Linked DNA regions of Sus scrofa: region 2 is linked to region 1. A link is a contact called in public Hi-C data. All regions are on one chromosome and are shown on one strand. Each heading gives the region's core, a stretch centred on a gene start, on an enhancer-like site or on the middle of the called end of the contact. The rest is flanking DNA. Distances are from core to core; before and after follow the strand shown. Region 1 has its middle 75 kb from the start of BOD1. Region 2 has its middle 53 kb from the start of STC2.

Region 1 (4,034 bases), core at 810-3,309:
CTGAATAAAACAACATCCTAACATCCTTCAGTCCTTGAAAACAGCTTCTTTCCCCATCCTGGTGGCCATGTTTTCATGGTCCTCCAAGCCCCAGCGTGAGCAGTGGTGCAGCTGGACCTGTGCATTCTCCTCTCCCTCCTCGATCTGCCGTGACCTGACCTCTGTGCATCTCTTTGCCACTTTTCTCCACTCTGTCACTCTCTGCTTTAGTGACACTGACCTTCTGTCACTTCATGGCATCCTGGGGCTCCTCCCTCCCACCTCAGGGCCTTTGCTCATGCTCTTTCCTCTCTCTGGAAGCCTTTCCTTCTCTCTTCCAGTCTAATTTTTCCTTCTGGTCTCATCTCAGATGGCACTCCCTTAAGAGAAGCCTTCCTCCAAACACAGCCACTACTTGTTCCTCCACTGTTATCCGGGCACACCATTTCCTCTGCTTTTTTCTTCATACTAAGCACTGTTAGCAATTACATGTTTATGCGATTTAAAAAAAAATAATCTCTCTCTCCCATTCTAGAAGTCACGCTTTGCTGACTATTGTACCCCTGGAGCCTAAGCAGGGCGGGCTACAGATGCCCATCAAATATTGGGTGAAATGACTGGTGAATGATATACTGTCTGGTTTATTGGGGGGGGGTGGTCTGTGGGTCTCACACTTTTCTGAATGGGATTGTTTCCTTTATGGATCTGGGAGGGATGGGCTAGGAGGTTTGCTGAGCCTGCTTCTTTTAGGAAAAGACTGGTATTTGAGCTTTGGTGTGTGAGTGGCCAGACAGAGGAGCTCAGCAGGAGACCCTGTCTCCAGTGGGCACCCAGCTCTTTTACTCCACAAATGACTTCTTTGGGACTCCCGGGAGAAAATTCCTCTGACCGGGAGTCCCCGTCATGGTTCAGTGGTTAACGAATCTGACTAGGAACCATGAGGTTGCAGGTTCGATCCCTGGCCTTGCTCAGTGGGTTTAGGATCCGGCGTTGCCATGAGCTGTGGTGTAGGTTGCAGACATGGCTCAGATCCGCGTTGCTGTGGCTCTGTTGTAGGCCGGCAGCTGTAGCTCCGATTCGACTCCTAGCCTGGGAACCTCCATATGCCACGAGTGTGGCCCTAGAAATGGCAAAAAGACAAAAAAAAGAAAGAAAAAGAAAATTCCTCTGACCTTCAATAGAGCATTTTCTGATAACCTGACTCTTCAAATTTTGGAAGAACTCATGTCCTGCTTTTTGCTTCACCCACTGGGAAGCTCACATTGAAATCGTTACTGCTTCTTACAATCAAATGATAGCTCCAGACTTGTAGTTTGCATGTCAAAAGCATGCTCAGGATTCATTCTCCTTTCCTACCCCACTTCCTCTGCTTCCGATTTCTTACTGCATTCATTTTGTGTCTTGATGCATGTATGCAGCACTGTCAACCAGGTCAAGTCCTTTCTGCAGTGATTTGTTGCTGTTGTTTTTAATGGAGATGAAATGTGTGTAAAAAAAATGAACCATTTTAAAGTGTACAGTTCGGTTCAGTGGCATATTGTGCCTGCACAATGTTGAGAAGCCACCACCTCTATCTAATTTCAAAACATTTTCATCACTCCCAAAGAAAACCCCATACCCTTTAAGCAGTCACCCCTCCCCATCCCCGCTGTCTCCAGCCCTTTTGTAATCACCAGCCTGCTTTCTGTCTTTGTGGATTTGCCTATTCTGGGTATGTCGTGTAAATGAAATCATACCATCTGTGACAGTTTGTGCCCAGCTTCTCCCACTTTGCATCGTGTTTTAAGGTTCAACCATGGTGTCTGGCTTATCAGTACTTCGTTCCTTTTTATGGTTTGTTTCAGTAGATCGATTAGAAATGTGAATCAGCAAAGGCTGGGGGCCCTTAGTTGCCTCTAACTTGTGTGAGGGGGGGCAAAAAATCTCTCCAGGTCTCTATAGAGTTCACAATAGGGATTCCCACCCAGAAAACCAGTGTACCATAGATGGTCCAATAGAACATTCCAGAGGTCTTGGGACCTGGGCACCAGCTGCTTCTCTCCAGAGATATTTTCCCAGAATAGACAGAGGTGTCAGTCAGCATGAAAATAACCTTGGCAGAAATCCTCATGCCAGAAAGATAGCCACAGACATAAGCGCCAAGGTACATGGTGGCGGCGGGGGGAGGTTCTAAATTAAGTCTTGGGCTGTGAGTTATATTGACTTGGGTCTGGTGAGGCTGACCGGTCAGTTCTGCCCCTTTGGGTGCATGTCCCTGGTTTGGCTAGTAGTGGGTGAGAAGGGCTTTGGGAAGGCCAAGGTGGAAACGCTGCCAAAAAATGCAGTATGGTTTCCAGCACGAAGGCGCTCCATCCAGGCCAGAAATGAATTGAGCAGGAAGAAAGAAAGGGATTTCAGCTTCTTGAATGGGACTTAGAAAAGCAAATGAATGCCTGCTCAGCTAATGGAAAGAGACTTCATTGATCTGTTGATTGATTATTGACATTGGGAGTCAGGAAGAAGTCAGGAGACTCAGAGGAAAATGACTCCAGAGACCACTGTGGGTCCAACCTCATTTCCTTCTGTGATATACCTTGCAGTTCTTCCTCTTTTTAAATCTCCTAACAATGTAAAATAGTGATTTGGGCGCTGGGGAAGGCTTAAGGCCAAGATCAACCTGGGAACAGACTCCAGCCTGTCATCTTGTGTTGTGTTGACTTGGGTACCTACATTTCCTCTCTGACCCTTAGTCTTTACATCTGTGAAATGGGATTACCGTAGCATGGTAATCTCAAAGGACTACTGTGTGTATTAAAACCCATAATATGAGGGAGATGCTTGGCATCGTAAAAGGTGTTCCTTAGTGGCTCGTGCTCATCTTCCTTCTTTGTCTTCCAAATACTTAAGGAAAAACTCAGATCTTTAGGTGAGCATAGCTATGACTGATGCGCTTGAGACCCCAGGGTGGGATTCAGTGAGCAAGCAGAGGGCTAAGATATGGTGAACACTTTGTAGTTGAAAAAGACTTCAAGACCTCAAGTTGCAAGAGACAAAGTAAATCTATGTGAAAAGCAATCTCAGAATAACCCCAAACAGTGTCTCATAAATGTGAGGGGGCTTGTGCCATCCTTGACAGTCAGTTGGTGGCCTCTCCTCTGGAGAGTCTCATCCGAAGCCTTGATGGGCGGATGCCATTCCACAAGGCTCTCCATCCCGGCCGTGACACGTCATGTCAAAATGACCTATTTGTGGGTCTGGGCTTCCCTCCTCCAACCTATTGTGAAAACTGCTTCACACATAAACAGTTTTTAAATTTTATTTTATTTTTATTAGAGTGTAGTTGATTCATAGTATTGTGGCCATTTCTGCTATACAGCATAGTGACCCAATCCTACATATATACCCATTCTTTTTCTCATATCATCTTCCATCATGTTCTATCCCAAGAGGATGGAGATGGTTCCCTGTGCTGTACAGTACGATCTCATTGCTTAACCATGCTAAATGTAGTAGTTTTAATGCTGTAAGTTAGCATTTAATGGGCACTTACTCTATAACAGGGCCTGCACTAAGCTCTTCGTACTGACCATCTCCTTTTTTCATTACAATATCCCCGGAAAGTAGTTACCGTATTCTCCCAAACTAACAGAGGAGGGACAGAAGACTCAGAGGCAGAACATACTTGCCCAAGGTCACAAAAGTAACAAGGAGCAGAACTGCCCTTTGACCCAGGAAGCTGGATTTCAGAGTTCCTCCTTGAAATCACAGACCCACTGGGTCATTGGCCTTTGTCATTCATGCCTATTGGGTGCAGCAGGAAGGGAAGCAGGGACAGCACGGGCCTGACTGGCTCCGAGGAGACACTGTGACATCACTGGCCTTGTGTGCCCTACAAGCCTGGATAACCACAGGAGACCAAGAGACCAAAAGCTGTGGTGGCAACAGGTTGTCATAGGCATGCAGAGCAGCACGAGTGGGCAGCAGAAGTAGGAAGACCAAGGAAGTTTCCATGGATGGGAAACAGCAACCTCAGAGAAAGTGTTGCCACATCACAGGAGTTGGGGCATACAAGCAGT
Region 2 (4,034 bases), core at 1,129-3,628, 130 kb before region 1:
CTTGCCGTAGTATATTTGCAACTACGGTTGTCCCTTGGTATCTGTAGGGAATGGGTTCCAGGACCCCTGTGGTGACCCAAATCCAAGGATGCTCAAGTGCCTTATATATAAAATGGCACCGTACAGTTAGCCCTCTGTATCCATGGGTTCTGTATATGCCTAGTCACTCAGTCCAACCCCAGCTGGTTGAATTCACAGATACAGAACCCATGATATGGAGGGCGACTGTACTTATATTGTCACTTCATATTTTCCCTTGAACCTACTCACTATGTAATAACAATAGATATATCTTACTTGTAATGGATTGGTTTAAAATGGAAAATCTAGGAGTTCTATTGCGGCGCAATGGAAAGAATCCGACTAGTATGCGTGAGGATGGGGGTTTGATCCCTGGCCTCACTCAGTAGGTTAAGGATCTGGCATTGCCGTAAGCTATGGTGTAGTTTGCAGATGTGGCTCAGATCCAGTGTTGCTGTGGCTGGACATAGTCCAGCAGCTGTAGTTCCAATTTGACCCCTAGCCTGGGAACCTCCATAGGCCGAGGGTGGGGCCCTAAAAAACAAAAAACAAAAAACAAAAAAAAAAGGGAAAATTTATACCACTATCATAAATAGAAAACCAGTCTCCACTGAAATTAAATGATAGCATTAATTCAAAAAAGGCAAAATTACTTTTTACATTTCCTCTAGATCTGCCAGACACTTGAGCTTGAGGCCTTCTTTCTCTCTGTTAAAAGAGAGAACAGCAAGTTTCAGAGATGTGTTAAGCTGTGATTTTTTTTTTCATTGAAATAATCAGAAAGCTTGAAAGAGATTGGAGAACAAATTCATTCCTTGATTTAATGTTCTTTAAGGCTATGTCTGGGTACCACCTAAACCATTGTAGGTGGAGTGATTATAGGTAGGTAAGTGATTACAGTTAAGTATGGGTTTAGGGACTGTAGTTAACAATACTGTATTATATGCAGTACTTCAGAATTACTGTAACACTAAATTTAAATGTTCTCACCACAAAGGTGGAATGTTAATTATGTGATGTGATAGAGATATTAGCTAAAACTATGGTGGTAGTCATATTGTAATATAAATATGGGAAGTCAGCACGTCATATAGCTTAAACATATATAATCATATGTACATTATATCTCAATAAAAAATAACTCATAACATAATGAAGGCACAAGGGGTTTTACCTAGATTAGCTCACTATCTTTACAATGATCCTGAGATGTTGTATTATAATTATCCCCCTTTCACAGATTGGGAAGTCAAGGCATCAAAGGCTACCTTGCCCATGTTGCTGGAACTATTGAGTAGTGGAGGCAAAATTTGAACCCAGCTGTCTGGTTCCAGATGCCTTGATCTCAAATGCTGCTCTCAACAGCCTCTTGGAGGTTCCAGTCGCCTTAACACTTGGGGAATGCTGGCCGTGTGAAGGGCTGCAGACAGCGAGGCCAGGCTACTTTCTCCCTGGGCTTGGGGGGGTCTGGCACCGGCAGAGCTAGGTGATCCATCGACAGGGCTGCTTGCTTCTGGGGCCGGGAGCCGTGGTCAACATTGTGTCTGTGGTGCTTCTGTGTCTTTAGCTCTGTTCTCTCCATGCAGTGCTTACTGTGGGTGTGGCGCTGTGCTGGGCGCTGGGGACACGGAGGCAGATGAACCCCAGGCTCTCAAGGAGCTCAGTCTTTCTATCGGGGAGAGAAACTTGTAAATGGGCACTGAAAGAGCCACATGATGGAGTTCTGTCACAGAGGGGAGCACAGCAGGGTGGGCAGGGCTGTGGGCACCTCGTTCAGGTTGGGGTGGGGGGAGAGGTGGGTTTGGAGAATGCATCCCAGGGCTTTGCAGAGCAGAGGGAATGCATGAGAAAAGGCCCAGGGCTGACCAGCTGAGTCTGAGCTGCTGTGCCTCCTGACTCCCTTGGAGAACGTAGGCAAGTCTGGGTTTCCTTCCGGCTCTTGCTCGGAAAGTCCTGGGCAGCGCTTCGGGGAACAACTTGAGCCAACTCTCCTGTGTCATTGCTTTTCCAAAGGGCACAGATTTGAAATGTCTGCACAGCGACCAGCGAGGACCTCCGGCTCAACAGAGAAAAATGGGAGCTTTGATCCCCAGCTGTTCCCCAAAGAACCAAAGATCACTGCAGTCTGACTTTTACAGACTCCGGACCGCCGTTGCAGCCTGTGACTCCGAGGTGCAAACTCGGCCAACCCAGAGAGGTAATTTTTGGGGGTGAGTGTGTTTATTTTAAACCCCACACTGGCAGTTGGGTCAGATTTTTATGTGATGATTTTGTGTTCTGCATATAAGGAAGTACTGCTCGTAGGCTACTATGAATGTGTCCAAAACATCTCTCTCCAGAATAAACTCGTGCTGTGCTGATGAAATGAAACATTCTGGGGCCACCCTCAGAATAGAACGTCCTTGGCTTGGCGTGGCAAGCTCTGGTGAGCTGCTGACAAGAGACGACGGAGCGTGGGCACTGCCACACTCCTTTCTTGGAGCTCCTTAGTGAAGGCAGGAGCCTCAGAACGCACAGCCACAAGACTGTGCTGAGTGGTGGGCTAAGAACGCTTTGAGGGGTGTGCAAACTCTCCCTGGAATATCTGAAGGATGCGTGTACTCTCATGTGGCATTTGATAAGTGGTGGTGGAGGGCCAGTTTGGGCATAGGAGGGGAGGGAGGAGAGTCACACTTCAGACTTTCCACCCAGAGCAGTTTAGGTTGTATCGACATGGGAAATGGAAATTGTTTGGAAATCTGCTCAGCACACAAGGGCAGGTGGGGAAAAGTGACCATTGCTGGTGAACAGAAGGACACAAGCTACGTGGCCTTCATATCCTTGTGCAAAATGAGGAGGTTAGCCAAGGAAGCTTTCAGGTCTCTGTCAGGTTTTAAATCCAGTTAAAGGAAAAGTAAGTTGGCTGAGGTAGTTTTGCTGGGTGTATTTTTTTTTTTTTTTTTTTTTAGGCCACACCCATGGCATGTGAAAGTTCCCAGGCTAGGAATCGAACCTTAGCCACATTTGCAGCCTGTGCCACCCTTAACACTGGACCCTTAACCTGCTGCGCCAACACCAGAACTTCCTTGCTCAGTGTATGGGGCCAGGTTCACCAGCTGCAAGCAGCAGAAACTGAATGTATCAATAGGATGTTGGGCCCACTCATAGGCTCAAAAGAGAAGCTGAGAGCCTGCGTTGTGCAAAGGAGGGGACCCAGGACAATGCGGGGGGCTTGGGTAGCAAGACTGAAATGCTGTCTCTGGGGTTTTACCGACATGCCCATCAAAGGCTAACCTTTTTTGACCTTGTGTCTCTTCTAGCTTTGAAATTTCTGGGTGAATGAGGGTCCGATTGACCTCTCTTGGGTCCAGTACCCACTCCTTGGGTGGGGGAGCACAGGGTGCCAGGATTAACAGATCCATCATGACTATACGATGGGAAGTGGGAGGGGAGAGGAGACCAACAGCCCCCCGCAAAGAAAAGGGTGTTGTTGCCCCCCAAGGGAGACATAGATGCTGGATGGGCTAATATAACAGGTTTCTCAACTCAGAGATGTGAATAACGAAGTGACACTTTGGACCTGTCACACTGACTACTTTTTTGAGTCCATCGTGAGCATGAGTACGGCTATCGGCCTTCTCAGCATGATTCTATGGAATGTTGGCTTAAATATTCCAATTGGCTGGTGCAGGGACAGGCATTTCTACTTGTGGTCCATGACTTGACCATAGTGCAAGATCCTATTTCAGACATTTGTCCAAGCCACTGTTGAGGAGACGCGATGGCACAGGATTAAGTGAGGTTGAAATGACTGGAATGGTGATATTGACATCTATCTTTTCAGCTTGGGAGTCAGAACCATGATTTTTTTTATTTGGCCAGAGTTCTTTGCATATGTTCTTTAAGGCAAGGAAGAGGAGGAATATGAAGAGAATTGCTAGGTTTTTGTTTTGTTTTGTTTTTTAAAGGCTGCACCTGTGGCACATGAAAGTTCCCCAGGCTGGGGGTTAGGTCAGAGCCGAAGCTGTCTGCCT

Evidence for each region. Hi-C and Micro-C count contacts between places; a contact is called where the count stands out from the background.
Region 2: a contact with region 1 is called in a Hi-C map of heart right ventricle, with 2.8 times the contacts expected there. The contact joins two enhancer-like sites. A contact is called at or near these places in 3 of 47 Hi-C or Micro-C datasets (epiblast stem cells, fibroblasts and heart right ventricle) and 1 of 2 datasets of contacts at active chromatin or transcription factors (skeletal muscle).

Annotation. Positions count from the first base shown.
Region 1 is chr16:50,807,111-50,811,144 of Sscrofa11.1, reverse strand. No RefSeq gene overlaps it. Among named protein-coding and RNA genes, the nearest start is that of BOD1, 75 kb to the right of the region's middle. Within about 2 kb of position 2,059, at least 5 of the 83 cell types and tissues checked have an H3K27ac peak or open chromatin away from gene starts, as enhancers often do.
Region 2 is chr16:50,934,260-50,938,293 of Sscrofa11.1, reverse strand. No RefSeq gene overlaps it. Among named protein-coding and RNA genes, the nearest start is that of STC2, 53 kb to the left of the region's middle. Within about 2 kb of position 2,378, at least 3 of the 83 cell types and tissues checked have an H3K27ac peak or open chromatin away from gene starts, as enhancers often do.